Regions from separate parts of the Sus scrofa genome. Here regions 1 and 3 are each linked to region 2. The links are chromatin contacts, called in public Hi-C and promoter capture Hi-C maps. All regions are on one chromosome and are shown on one strand. Each heading gives the region's core, a stretch centred on a gene start, on an enhancer-like site or on the middle of the called end of the contact. The rest is flanking DNA. Distances are from core to core; before and after follow the strand shown.

Region 1 (3,855 bases), core at 938-3,437, 120 kb before region 2:
AAACATCCATCCCGGCATGGCTCAGCGGAAATGAATCTCACTAGCATCCAGGAGGATCCCTTGCTCAATGGGTTAAGGATCCAGCGTTGCTGTGAACTGTGGTGTAGGTTGCAGACAAGGCTCACATCTGGCATTGCTCTGGCTGTGGTTTAGGCTGGCAGCTGTAGCTCCGATTCAACCCCTAGCCTGGGAACCTCCATATGCTGTGGATGCAACCCTAAAAAGCAAAAGATAAAAATAAAAAAATAGCATAGCTACACAAAAGACCATAATTCTTCAAAGCTAGAAAGTTTAACATTTATATATGGAAAAACAAAACCCAAACCCAAATATATAATAACACTAAAAATTTAACAATGGTGTATCTTTCTCTCTGTACTATTCCAGATGACTGAGATTTTCTTTACCTGTCTATGCATTAGGTTTTTTTTTTTTTGGTAGCCGCCGAAGTTGCTGAGCCAGGGATCAAACCCACCCCACAGCAATGACAACACCGGATATTTAACCCACTGAGCCACATGGGAACTCCTAGAAAGTTTTAACAATTAACATTTAAAGTTTTTATAATGTGAAGGGAGAAATATATATATATACATAGTAAATACATACACTACTATATACAGTAATGAGATAAAGTATTAAGAGAGAAGATTCCTGTGGAGAAAAGCACAGGTGGGCTCAGGAGGAGGGGAGGAGAAAGACAGAAGTACATTTCAAATACTCAAATGATATTCTACTATCCCAGGTTCAAGTAAGTATGTAATTCCCTTGAAAAATCCACAAAACAATGCATAAAAGACCATGGTACAACTACAAAAGCAGCATTTATTTGTTTTTAAATAACAGCTTAATTGATATACAATTCACATACCATATAACCCAATTCAATGGTTTTTGGTATATTCACAGGATTGTGCAACCATTACCATAATCAATTTTAGCACATTTTTCATCGTTAAAAAAAGAAAATGACCCATTAGCAGTCATTCCCCATTTACTACCAAATCCCCCAGCCCTAGACCACCACCAATTTACTTTCCATCTCTATGGACTTTACCTATTCTGAATACTCATATACAGAGAACTATAGGGAGTTCCCACCGTGGCTCAGTGGTAAACGAATCTGACTAGGAACCATGAGGTTGCAGGTTCAATCATGCAACTAAGGACTGCAGCAAAGCAATGAAACTAAGCCCCACCTCTGTGGGTTAAGGATCCATGAGCTGTGGTAGAGGTCAAAGATGAGGCCAGCCGAGAGAGCGAGAGAGAGCGAGAGAGAGCGAGAGAGCGAGAGAGCGAGAGAGCGCGAGAGAGCGCGAGAGAGCGCAAGAGAGCGCAAGAGAGCGCGAGAGCGCGAGCGAGAGAGGGCGAGAGGGCGAGAGAGGGAGAGAGCGAGAGAGCGAGAGAGCGCGAGGGAGAGAGGGGGAGGGGGGAGAGAGAGAGAGAGAACTATATGGTACGTGTTTTTGTTTCTAGCTTCTTTCATTTAGCATGTTTAAAGATTCAGCCATTGTGCAGCATCTAAATACTTCACTTTCTCTGTATACACACACACATTTTACTTATCTACTCCTCAGTTAATGGACATATGCACTTATGTAGTGGAACTACAGGATCTTATAATTTTTTGAGGAAGGAACTGCTAAACTTTTTCACATGTTTATATTCTCGCCAGCAACAGAGGACTCTAATTTCTCCATACTCTCACCATCAGTCGTTTCTTTTCCTCCTCCCCTACCCTGGCCTAGTCTGCAACATGCATATGCAAGTTCCTGGGCCAAGGAACAAACCTGTACCAGATCCCTAATGCGCACTGGGCCAGGGAACTTGTTCTTTCTTCTTATTTTTATTGCTTTTTAGGGCCACACCTGAGGTCTATGGAAGTTCCAAGCTAGGGGTTGAATCAGAGCTGCAGCTGCTGGCCTCTATCACAGCCATGGCAACATGGGGTCCAAGCCGCATCTGCAACCTATACCACAGTTGACAGCAACACCAGATCCTTAACCCACTCAACAGGGTCAGGGATCAAACCCAAAACCTCATGGATACTAGTCAGCTTGTTACCACTGAGCGCAACAGGAACCCCTTCCTTTTTTTTTTTTTTTTTTAAATAGTCATCCGAATGGGTGTGGAGTGGCATCTCATGATGTGACCTACCATAACGGCTGTGTCAACACCAGATCCTCAACCCACTGCATTGGGCTAGGGATCAAACCTGGGTCACTGGAGACACAATGCCAGATCCTTAACCCACTGCACCACATTGAGAACTTCTGTTATCTCATCATTTTAATTTGCATTTCCTTGATGACTAATGATGCTGAGCATCTTTTCATGTGCTAACTGGCCACTTGGGTATATTCTTCTGAAAGTATCTATTCAGATGTTTTGCCAACTTTTGAGTTATTTGCTCCTTTTTATTAATGAATTGTGGTAGTTACTTTTAAAACCCCAACTACTTCTCTTAAGTCTTTATCTTAAGGAATTTCCCCATTCCTAAAGGAACCAGATTAAGGAACAGTAGTAGTATAAATCAAAAGAGGAAAGAATGTGATACTATCCCGAAAAGTTGTACAATCAGTGCTCTGTACCAATTTGTACAAATTACGACCATATGAAATTCTCATAACATTAATGTCACCTTTATCCTTTTAACACCAGCAACAGAAACACAATCGTAACTGTAACATACCCCAAACCATGTGAAAACCCTAATTTACCCCAAACTCTAGACCAGCCACACTCATAATTTCCATCAGCAGAGGATTAACAGCAGCTATATCCACATAAATTTCTCAAACACAACTAGAATTTCATGAAACCATCCTTCCAGCAACTATTTTATCAATGTGATCTCAGCATTTCTTGGATAGGAGAAGGTTGTCAAATCTCTCTGCAGCAGATATGATCACAATTTATGAATCAGAATAGTGCAATTCATGGCCAAATCACTACTTGGGGATGCAGCTGAGTACATGAAGTTTAAAGCAATAACATATCATTTCAGGGACTCTCACTAGTCCGGGGACAATGGAGAGCTGATGGAATAAGTATCACTACTGCAATAGGAACTCTGAAACAACAGGAAACTATATAATCACTTGTGATAAAACATGATGGAGAATAACGTGAAAAAAAGAATGTATATATATGTATAATTGGGTCGCTCTGCTGTACAGCAGAAATTGACAGAACACTGTAAATCAACTATAAAAAAAGAAAGAAAGAAACTCCGAAAATATAATCCTCACAACTCAAAGAATATCTTAACCCAATACTCAGCTGTTTCATTCCAGGTCATTTTCTCTTCATTGAGTTATAATGGCCCAGGTTAGACATCCAATTACATTAAACTAGCTTGCCTTTATTTGTTGTGGACTATCCTGCCAGGAATCAAACTTTAATTTGGCTTTGGTTCTTGGTTTTGCTCTTTTAAGTACTTACACATTCATTCAATAAATTCACAAATAAAAACACCTCAAGGCAGGCATTGTTCCAAATGCTTTGCATGTATTAATGCAGTAAATCCAAACAGACCTTTGTAATAAATAACAGCATTATCCCCATTTTATAAAAGGAAACTAGGAGTTCCCGTCGTGGCTCAGTGGTTAACGAATCCGGCTAGGAACCATGAGGTTTCAGGTTCGCTCCCTGGCCTTGCTCAGTGGGTTAAAGATCCGGCATCTGTGAGCTGTGGTGTAGGTCGCAGGCGCAGTTCGGATCCTGCATTGCTGTGGCTCTGGTGTAGGCCGGCGGCTACAGCTCTGATTGGACCCCTAGCCTGGGAACCTCCATATGTCGCAGGAGCGGCCCAAGAAATGGCAAAAAAAAAAGGGGGGGGGACTAAAAACTGGA
Region 2 (4,134 bases), core at 56-2,555:
TCAGAGAGCCTAAGAAGATTCCAAATAACAAGTTTCTCAACATCTCAAGAGTCTAGCCTCTTTTGGGAAACGTCATCAGCTGGATAACATTTTCCATGTTCATACAAACACTTGGGAAGCAACACATCGAATCAGAAGCTCTCAATAACACTGGATCCCATCTGAGGCTCCGGGGAAGGACAGACTCGCAAATCTCTTCATTTGAAGAGTTAAAGCAGCGCTCCCAGGAAGCCTCCAGACTGTGTGGAGTACAGGGCAGGCAGGGGCTACGAACCCTGCAGAGACCAATTAGAGCCACCAAGCCTCAGGTGACTCCTAGGCACATCACAAGGAGGCGAATCTCTAACAGCAGTCGACCCATCGTGGGGGGTGGGAGAGAAGGACAGAATGTCCCTAACATCTCTTCCCCACCAGACGCTGTTCTTCGAGGTCCATGTTCTAAAAAGCACAACTGCAAGAAATTCTTGGCCAGCGTACAGCAACTTCCTGCCCCTCCCTACGAACATCAACAAAACAATACAAAAACCACCTTCCCAGGCCCTCGGCCAGAGATTCTGTGCTTCGATTGTTTACGATCTCCCCCTGCTGTCCAACGGAGGAGGAAGGAAGGCAGCCCTTTCACTGCAAGGCTCCTTGTTCTTCCAGGGGCCTGCTCTAAGTGCATGGAGAGCCAAAGCCGGGATTTTTGGTTCCCACTTTTACGAAGGACGATTAGCAGCAAATCCTTGCATCGTGACCGGCTCTGAGCTGGTGATTAGCGTTGTTCCTCGTTAAAGAGCAAGCATGGGACCAGGCTATTATCACTTCACTAAAGGATGTTATCCAAATCTGATTTCGGATTTCAGGAGGTCACAACGGGATCAGGCAGACCCCATGATGTATGTGCTGATCCAAAGAATAAGATTTCTACTCCAAAGCTAAGGAGTGAATGCTTTGTTATGTTTTTAACTTCAAACAGCTCAACACTGCTGCCTCCTCAAGAAGCCAACTGGAACACCTACTTGGAGCCCCCAAGAGGGAACGAGCTTAGCAGCCTAAGTTTGGAGGGGGCGCGAGGTTCAAGCCCAACATAGCCCTCTCGTACCGACCTGGGAGAATGTGGGAGGCCTCTGAATTAGAAGCAGCCCTGTAGGTCTGGCCCCTTCTCTCCCAGTCTGGTTCTGCCCCAGATCCGCAGCCCCAACTGAGTCGGAGGCAGTGATTCCGCCCGGAGCAGGCGGGCCTGCCTGTAGCCGCCTTCCTCACCTGAGCGTCCTGCTTCTCGGTTCGGTCTGGGGGTTCGTGGCAGCCATCGTTCCCACGCGGTGCCCCGGCTGGTTCGCGTCTCCCAGCCTCAGCGGATCCTGGCTTGATCTGTCCCGATCGGGTAGCAGGTGCCGGTCAGCTCACTCGCTCGATTGTTTTTCTTCCGGATTCCGACCCTCCGCCTCGGCTTCCGTAAGAGGCGGGGCCTAGGCGCACGGAAGGCTCTGGGTGGCGCGGCCCGGGGGAAGAGGCGGGACTCTCCAACGAGCGCGAAACGGTGAAAGGCGGAGGGGAAAGGGGCCAAGGGGACGCGGGAACGCAAGGGGCGTGTCCTCCTGTCATCAGAACCCGACGCAACACTGCCCCGCCCGGCGGGGGCGGGGCGGCGATCCAGACACCGCCCCCGCGGCTCCCAGGGTGCCTCGCGTAAGGCCGGCCGGGAGGAGTCGTCTTCCGGCGGAAGTCGCTGCCACGCCCAAGCGAAGCTCTCCTGCGTGCCCAGGCTCACTGTTACTGAACGTGGTCTGGGGCCTCGGTCCTCATCGCTCCGTCCAGGTTCTCAATGCCCAGAGGGGCGAAGGGGCGCAACCCAGCCGTTGTCGGCCTATATAATCCAGTCCCCCACCCCCCCGCCCCCGTTACAGGTCATCTCTCCTCTTGATCACTGAGCGCCTCCATTCTCCACTCCCATGTTCAAGTGTTTCCAGCTTTTCAGACTCATGCAAACTATTACACATTGGACGTTTAGGGGCTCCTGAACTCCGAAAGTTACCCATCACTGAATGAAAACTAAGTCGCTGCCTCTGTTTTACGACCAAACGTGAATATTTACTGTGCCAAAGATTAACTATGATTTCCTTCAAATCACTGGTTCTTAACATTTGGGAGACGGAGGGGTGGGACAGTGCATGGGATTCCTTTGAAGACCTGGTGAGAGCCTGGTGTGACTGGTGTGACCTGGTGTGACTTTCCCCAGAAACATGCACACTTTTACAGACAAGCTTCATGAGATTCCCAGGCCCAAAAGCCAGGGTAAGGGCTCTCTTAAATAAATGTTTTGCTTGGTAGGATGGGAAAGGGGCGGAATGTGAAGAGGGAAGACAAAAGCGAAAAGGAAATATTGCCAGCAGAAAATGGTCAAGTTACATTCAGATATGGGATATCTGCATAAATAAAATAAGGGGATGTTTTAATTTACGGAAATAGACCTGCACAACTTTTCGGAGATATCCTGTACCTTTTCTAGTCCTTCCTTGGTAAAATGGGGGATGTCAGCCAGAGTTGGAGAATATCTAAATTGTAAAATGGACAGAAGGACATCACCAATAAGCTGGACTCCAGAAAGCTCTGTCTAGGATTTTATTAGACTGCTTTTTTCCCCCAATATATCTGTATTGGAAGATTGAGACAAAAAGGCACAAACTCACATGAAATAAACAAGGTAATCTAATCAGTTCTACAAAGTGTATTTTGTAAAAGAAGTAGCACTAGGAACCAACTAAAATAAGTCAGGGAGTCCCAGCAGGGACTTTAAGAGAATTTGGGAAGGTATACATGTGCCCACAATACTGACCCTGTCTCCAACCGCTCTCCATGAGAAGGCCAGAGTCCAGCACCCCTCCTACAGAGGCACTGCTGCCTCCAACTGGGACTACTGGCCCTGGAACTCTAATGGAAGCTGCTGGTCTGAAGGGGCATGGCACATCCTCAGTTGCCACCAGTGGAGCTGAGCCTTGTGTCATGTGCCTCTCGGAGTGCTAGTCAGTTTGAGGGGTGGAAAGGAGGGAAGGAAGGTACTTAAAAGAAGCCAACACCATTGCCCAGCAGCAACACTGTCCGTAGGGATGGAACAAACCAGGGACATCCCTTCTCAAGTTTATGTGGGCTGGAGCCCCAGATCCAGCGGACCTTTGGAAATTCTGGTTCAGTTCATGCAGATGCTTTTGAACTGGGACAGCAGGTGGAGGAGGAAGGAACCAGAGAAAAGAGCGAGACACCCCAGAGCTGGAGTGATACGCATGGATCTCAGAGAAGAGCTGAAAGGAGACAAGCATCTGCTGCCCCTCAAGCCACATCAACAAGAGTCTGCCTAGAATATCACTGTTTCTCCCAGGATAACCCACGGCTGGACTTCGCTTAGTTGATGAATGAAGAAGGGAAAGCTTTAAGCACAAATATAATTATAGCTAATACAGAGCTTGTAGGAAAACATTTACATTTTTCTCCAGTAGGAATGCCTCTTCGTCGTCCCCAGTCACATAAGTGCTACCAGCAGCTGGGATGCCTAAGACCAACTGAACCTCCCCATAGACCCCGCAAGGTGAGGAGCCTAAAAGGAAGGTGTAACAGGACAGTGGTCCCCAAGGGGCCTCGATGAAGGCAGGAGCTAACTATGCTGAGTCTGTCCACCTTTCCCCCAAGAGGGGCACAGGGAAGCAGCCGTCAGGAAGTCGCAGGTGTCATCCTGTGAGATGCTCCCTTATTGCACTTAGACATGAGTAAGGCAAACTGACAAAAACCTAAGGACACACGATGCCATCCTACTTCTCACTGCCCCAACAGAGATTTGATTTCTCCTTAGCAGCTGCACCCAGGCTAGCATGGGCTTGAGTAACTGCACACTCAGCCAACATACTCCACAGGGTTTGGGAAATGTCAGGTGGCACCACAGCTATCTCAGATTCGCCCACTGGGAAGGCATACTCGGGTTCCGCCAAGTCATAGGGCACCATGACGCACTCAGCAGCTTCTGGGCCCCTGGAGCCTGGACCTTCTCACCAGCCCGCTCTGGTAGAGTTCTGCTCTACGATCACTACTTGCTTTTGATTGTCCAGGACAGAACTCAGCGTGGGCGCAGGACGAGCTGAGCTCTTGATCCCCAAATTCCTT
Region 3 (3,661 bases), core at 338-2,837, 93 kb before region 2:
AAAAGATGTGGGAGTAATTCACATACCTAGATCCAAAATGGGCGGGGGCAGGAGACCCACAACGAGAGGGGCAATAAAAAAAGCAGCCTAGAACCGACTAAAAAGACACAGTGGCCATTTCGAAGAAGTTCTGAAAAATGACTACAGAGCCTTTAGGGGAAAAGGAGCAAGGAACAAAGAACTGCTCAAATCTGTGCATGAAACCATTTACTTAAAACGGAGAAAAGAAAATAAGATCTACTGGGATTCCTTACGGTCTTAATTCAAAAACCCAAATCTCTGCTGAGTGCTTTGGGATAGGTTAAGTACGATCACGCATTCCAAGCCAAGGAAGGCAACTAAAATACAGTTACTAAACGTTATTTGAAAAAACTTGATTTTCCAACAGGTCTTTCCATTTGTCGTAATGCCGCGTGTAAACAGGAAAGTCGTCATTTTTAAATACTGATAGATTGAGGCACGGGAATAGGAGAGGAACTAAAATTCATCATCTCCTTGTTTCCTGTTCAATGTTCTATCTATCCACCAGAACCCACAGCTTATGAAGCCAGAAAATGATTACCAGGAACTTCGAACTCTGCAGGTTAAGTTTGAGGAAAGGGAGCGTGAGAGAGATTTTTCTAGACCTCCCCAGAACAAGGCGAGGTTGAACGGAAAGCCTAAAAAACCCCACTACAAGGTGTGCTGGTCTACGGGAAGGAAATCCGAACGTAGCATCTCGGCTGGCCTCCGCCCAAGGATGAACTGCAGTGATTCCCACTCTCCCCTCGCTCTCCCCACCCTCATCCGAGACTGCCCCCCACCCCAAACCCAAAGGAGCCCTCCGCTCGCAAGGGTTCTCCTTTGTGAGACTACACAGCCGCCGCCCCACATTGGGCCTCTGGGGAAAAGCCACCGCCCCCACCCGCCATATTTCCCTGAAAGGCGCCCGCGCTCCCGGTCGCCACTCTCCCCCATGTGGCGGGTGTTTCTTCCCTCGTCACGCCACCCAATTGTTCACCACGTCCCAAGAACTGCCCCGAGGCTCCCCTGGGGATTGCTCGCTGGGAGACAGCACCCGCCATCTCCTCCCCCTCCCCCGCCCCGGGACTCGCCCTCCCCCCCAGCCGCCATTTTACAACCAACTCCTCCACCCTAACGCCCCGGCCTCCTGGCTCCCGAGTGTCTGCAGCTGAGAACGCCGAAGGAGTCAAAATCCTGAGTCTGGAGCCTCCTGCGGCTCTGAAAGCCTACAGGCCATTGCCTGCTTCCCAAATCCACCTCCCCGGGCCAGGCTAGGAGACGATGCCGCCATTTTGTCTCCTGGTCCTGGTCTCTGTGGGCGGCGGCAGAGGGTCCTAGAATTCCAGCCCCCCGTTCCCCCCCCAACTCACCGTCATATCGCTCAGCCTGCTCGGCCAGCTTCGCCTGGTACACCAGATCCTCCCGATCATCCATTGCGGCAGCGGCTCCGGCAGGGTCTGCGCGACGGATGGAAGCGGATAGCGTCTCCGACTCTCTCAGCCTCTCGCTCCGCGACCGGGCAGCAAAAATGGCGGCGCCTCAATCCGGGACTTCCGCCTGCGCACGCGGACAACTGCTCAGCTCTATGGCAACCGCTCCCTGGCAACTGGCGCGGGGGGGCGGGTCTGGGAGCTCAGCGCCCGAAGAGGCTGGAACCTACTAGACGCCCCTCCTCCGTGGGCTTAGGGGCGGTTGGAAGCGGGAACTGCGACTGCATAGTGGGAAAGCTCCCCAAGGAAGTGAGGGAAGCCAGGCGAGAGAGTGAACGAAAGAGCTGGACTACGGGCAGAGAAACTAGCGGCAGTAACGATTTTGGTAATGGTAAAGGCAGTCCTGGATCTTACTCAGACCCTTTTAACCCCAGGGTAAAGAGTTGGGCTCTTCTGTAGCCAAATGCGGAACGAGGACTTCACACTTCAGCTTCTTACTTCGCAATCTTTCTTTACTTCTCCTTAAGCCTTCTTTTTCCCCTTGGGCCCACCATGGATCGGTACAGGGAAGTTGTTAGGGGATCCTGGTCTGGAGCACCTAAGGTGCAGGAGAGTAGGAGCAAGATCACATTGCGATCAGGAGGCAGGAAAGGGAAACGACCTGATGTTTGGCTTCCCAGTGGATTCCTAACATCTTGTATTCGTACAGTATGTGTTGCAAGACTGAAGTTCAGGTAATTAGAATATAAGCTGTTTGGTAGTGTCTGCGGTAAATGTGTATTAAAAGGTTGGAACCAAGTTATGAAGAAGCTTGGATGGCATGCTGGGAAGTTTGCGCCTTATTCAGTGGCCACAAGGAAATTATTTTTTGATGATTTTTCATGGTGGATGACACCATCGTTATTCTCTAAAAAGATTATTGTATAGCAGTGATTAAAGAGCAGAATAAATGATCAGGCTATTACAATAATACAGGCAAAAGGTAATATGACCACAATGAAAATAGGAAAGGACAAATGGAGATAGTGCTAAGAGAGAAACTACGAAGAGTTTGTAGTTAATCAGATGTGGGGGGGGGGGATTAAATTGACCTTCTATCTTCCCTACCTAGTCACTAAGAGACTAAATGGTACCATTAACAAAAAAAATAAGAATGCTAGGAAAATTTTCAGATGGAATGCGGAGAAAGACGAGTTCCTTTTATCACAGTTGGTTATAAGGTTCTCAAAGGCTGCCCAAGTAGGAGTTCCCGTCGTGGCTCAGTGGTTAAGGAATCCGACTAGGAACCATGAGGTTTCGGGTTCCATCCCTGACCTTGCCCAGTGGGTTAAGGATCCGGCATTGGAGTGATCTGTGGTGTAGGTCGCAGACGCGGCTCGGATCCCGAGTTGCTGTGGCTCTGGCATAGGCCGGCAGCTACAGCTCCGATTGGACCCCTAGCCTGGGAATCTCCATATGCCGCTGGAAGCGGCCCGATAAATGGCAAAAAAAAAAAAAAAAAAAAGAATGCCCAAGTAGGAGTAATATCCATGGGATTGGAAAAGGGGGACTAACATTCCAAACTGTAGGGACGCTGCAATGGAAGGAGCTAGAGGATCAATTGAGGTAGAAGAGGACAGACACAAACCTTAGAGAATACTTACTTTTAGATGATAGGACAAAGCAGGAGAGCCAGCAAAGGAGCTGGACTATTGAAGGTTTTTTTTTAATTTTTTTTTTCCCTTTGTGATTTCTTTGACTCATGGATTATTTTTTATTTTTTTATTTTTTTGTCTTTTTGCCATTTCTTGGGCCGCTTCTTCGGCATATGGAGGTTCCCAGGCTAGGGGTTGAAACGGAGCTGTAGCCGCCGGTCTACGCCAGAGCCACAGCAACGCGGGATCCGAGCCGTGTCTGCAACCTACACCACAGCTCACAGCAACGCCGGATCCTTAACCCACTGAGCAAGGGCAGGGATCGAACCCATAACCTCATGGTTCCTAGTCGGATTCGTTAACCACTGAGCCACGACGGGAACTCCTATTTTTATTTTTCTTTTTTTTTTTTTTTAGGGCCGCACCCACGACGTGTGGAGGTTCCCAGGCTAGGGGTTGCATCGGAGCTGTAGCCTCCAGCCTATACCACAGCCACAGCAACGTCAGATCTGAGCTGCATATGTGGCCTACACCACAGCTCACAGCAACACCAGATCCTTAGCCCACTGAGCAAGGCCAGAGATCAAACCCGTG

The links. Promoter capture Hi-C pulls out the DNA fragments that hold promoters and counts their contacts. A called contact is a pair of places that touch in the nucleus more often than the background predicts.
Region 1: a Hi-C map of alveolar macrophages shows a contact between it and region 2, with 3 times the contacts expected there. The contact joins the enhancer-like site here to the promoter of INPP5K in region 2. A contact is called at or near these places in 1 of 5 promoter capture datasets (liver), 19 of 47 Hi-C or Micro-C datasets (adipose tissue, alveolar macrophages, blood and 11 more) and 2 of 2 datasets of contacts at active chromatin or transcription factors (alveolar macrophages and skeletal muscle).
Region 3: a contact with region 2 is called in a promoter capture Hi-C map of liver, with 3 times the contacts expected there. The contact joins the promoter of YWHAE here to the promoter of INPP5K in region 2. A contact is called at or near these places in 1 of 5 promoter capture datasets (liver), 7 of 47 Hi-C or Micro-C datasets (embryonic fibroblasts, epiblast stem cells, heart right ventricle and 3 more) and 2 of 2 datasets of contacts at active chromatin or transcription factors (alveolar macrophages and skeletal muscle).

Annotation. Positions count from the first base shown.
Region 1 is chr12:47,620,579-47,624,433 of Sscrofa11.1, forward strand. All of the region lies in intron 1 of YWHAE (14-3-3 protein epsilon), which reads right to left. Among named protein-coding and RNA genes, the nearest start is that of YWHAE, 23 kb to the right of the region's middle. Within about 2 kb of position 2,188, at least 9 of the 83 cell types and tissues checked have an H3K27ac peak or open chromatin away from gene starts, as enhancers often do. A contact at or near this core is called in alveolar macrophages, where this site is marked.
Region 2 is chr12:47,737,041-47,741,174 of Sscrofa11.1, forward strand. INPP5K (inositol polyphosphate-5-phosphatase K) reads right to left here and starts at 1,306. Exons shown (of 12, transcript NM_001190292.1): 1 at 1,246-1,306. The coding sequence starts at 1,292. It overlaps PITPNA (phosphatidylinositol transfer protein alpha isoform), which reads right to left. Exons shown (of 13, transcript XR_001304419.2): 13 at 2,591-4,134.
Region 3 is chr12:47,643,740-47,647,400 of Sscrofa11.1, forward strand. YWHAE (14-3-3 protein epsilon) reads right to left here and starts at 1,588. Exons shown (of 7, transcript XM_021067552.1): 1 at 1,374-1,588. The coding sequence starts at 1,437.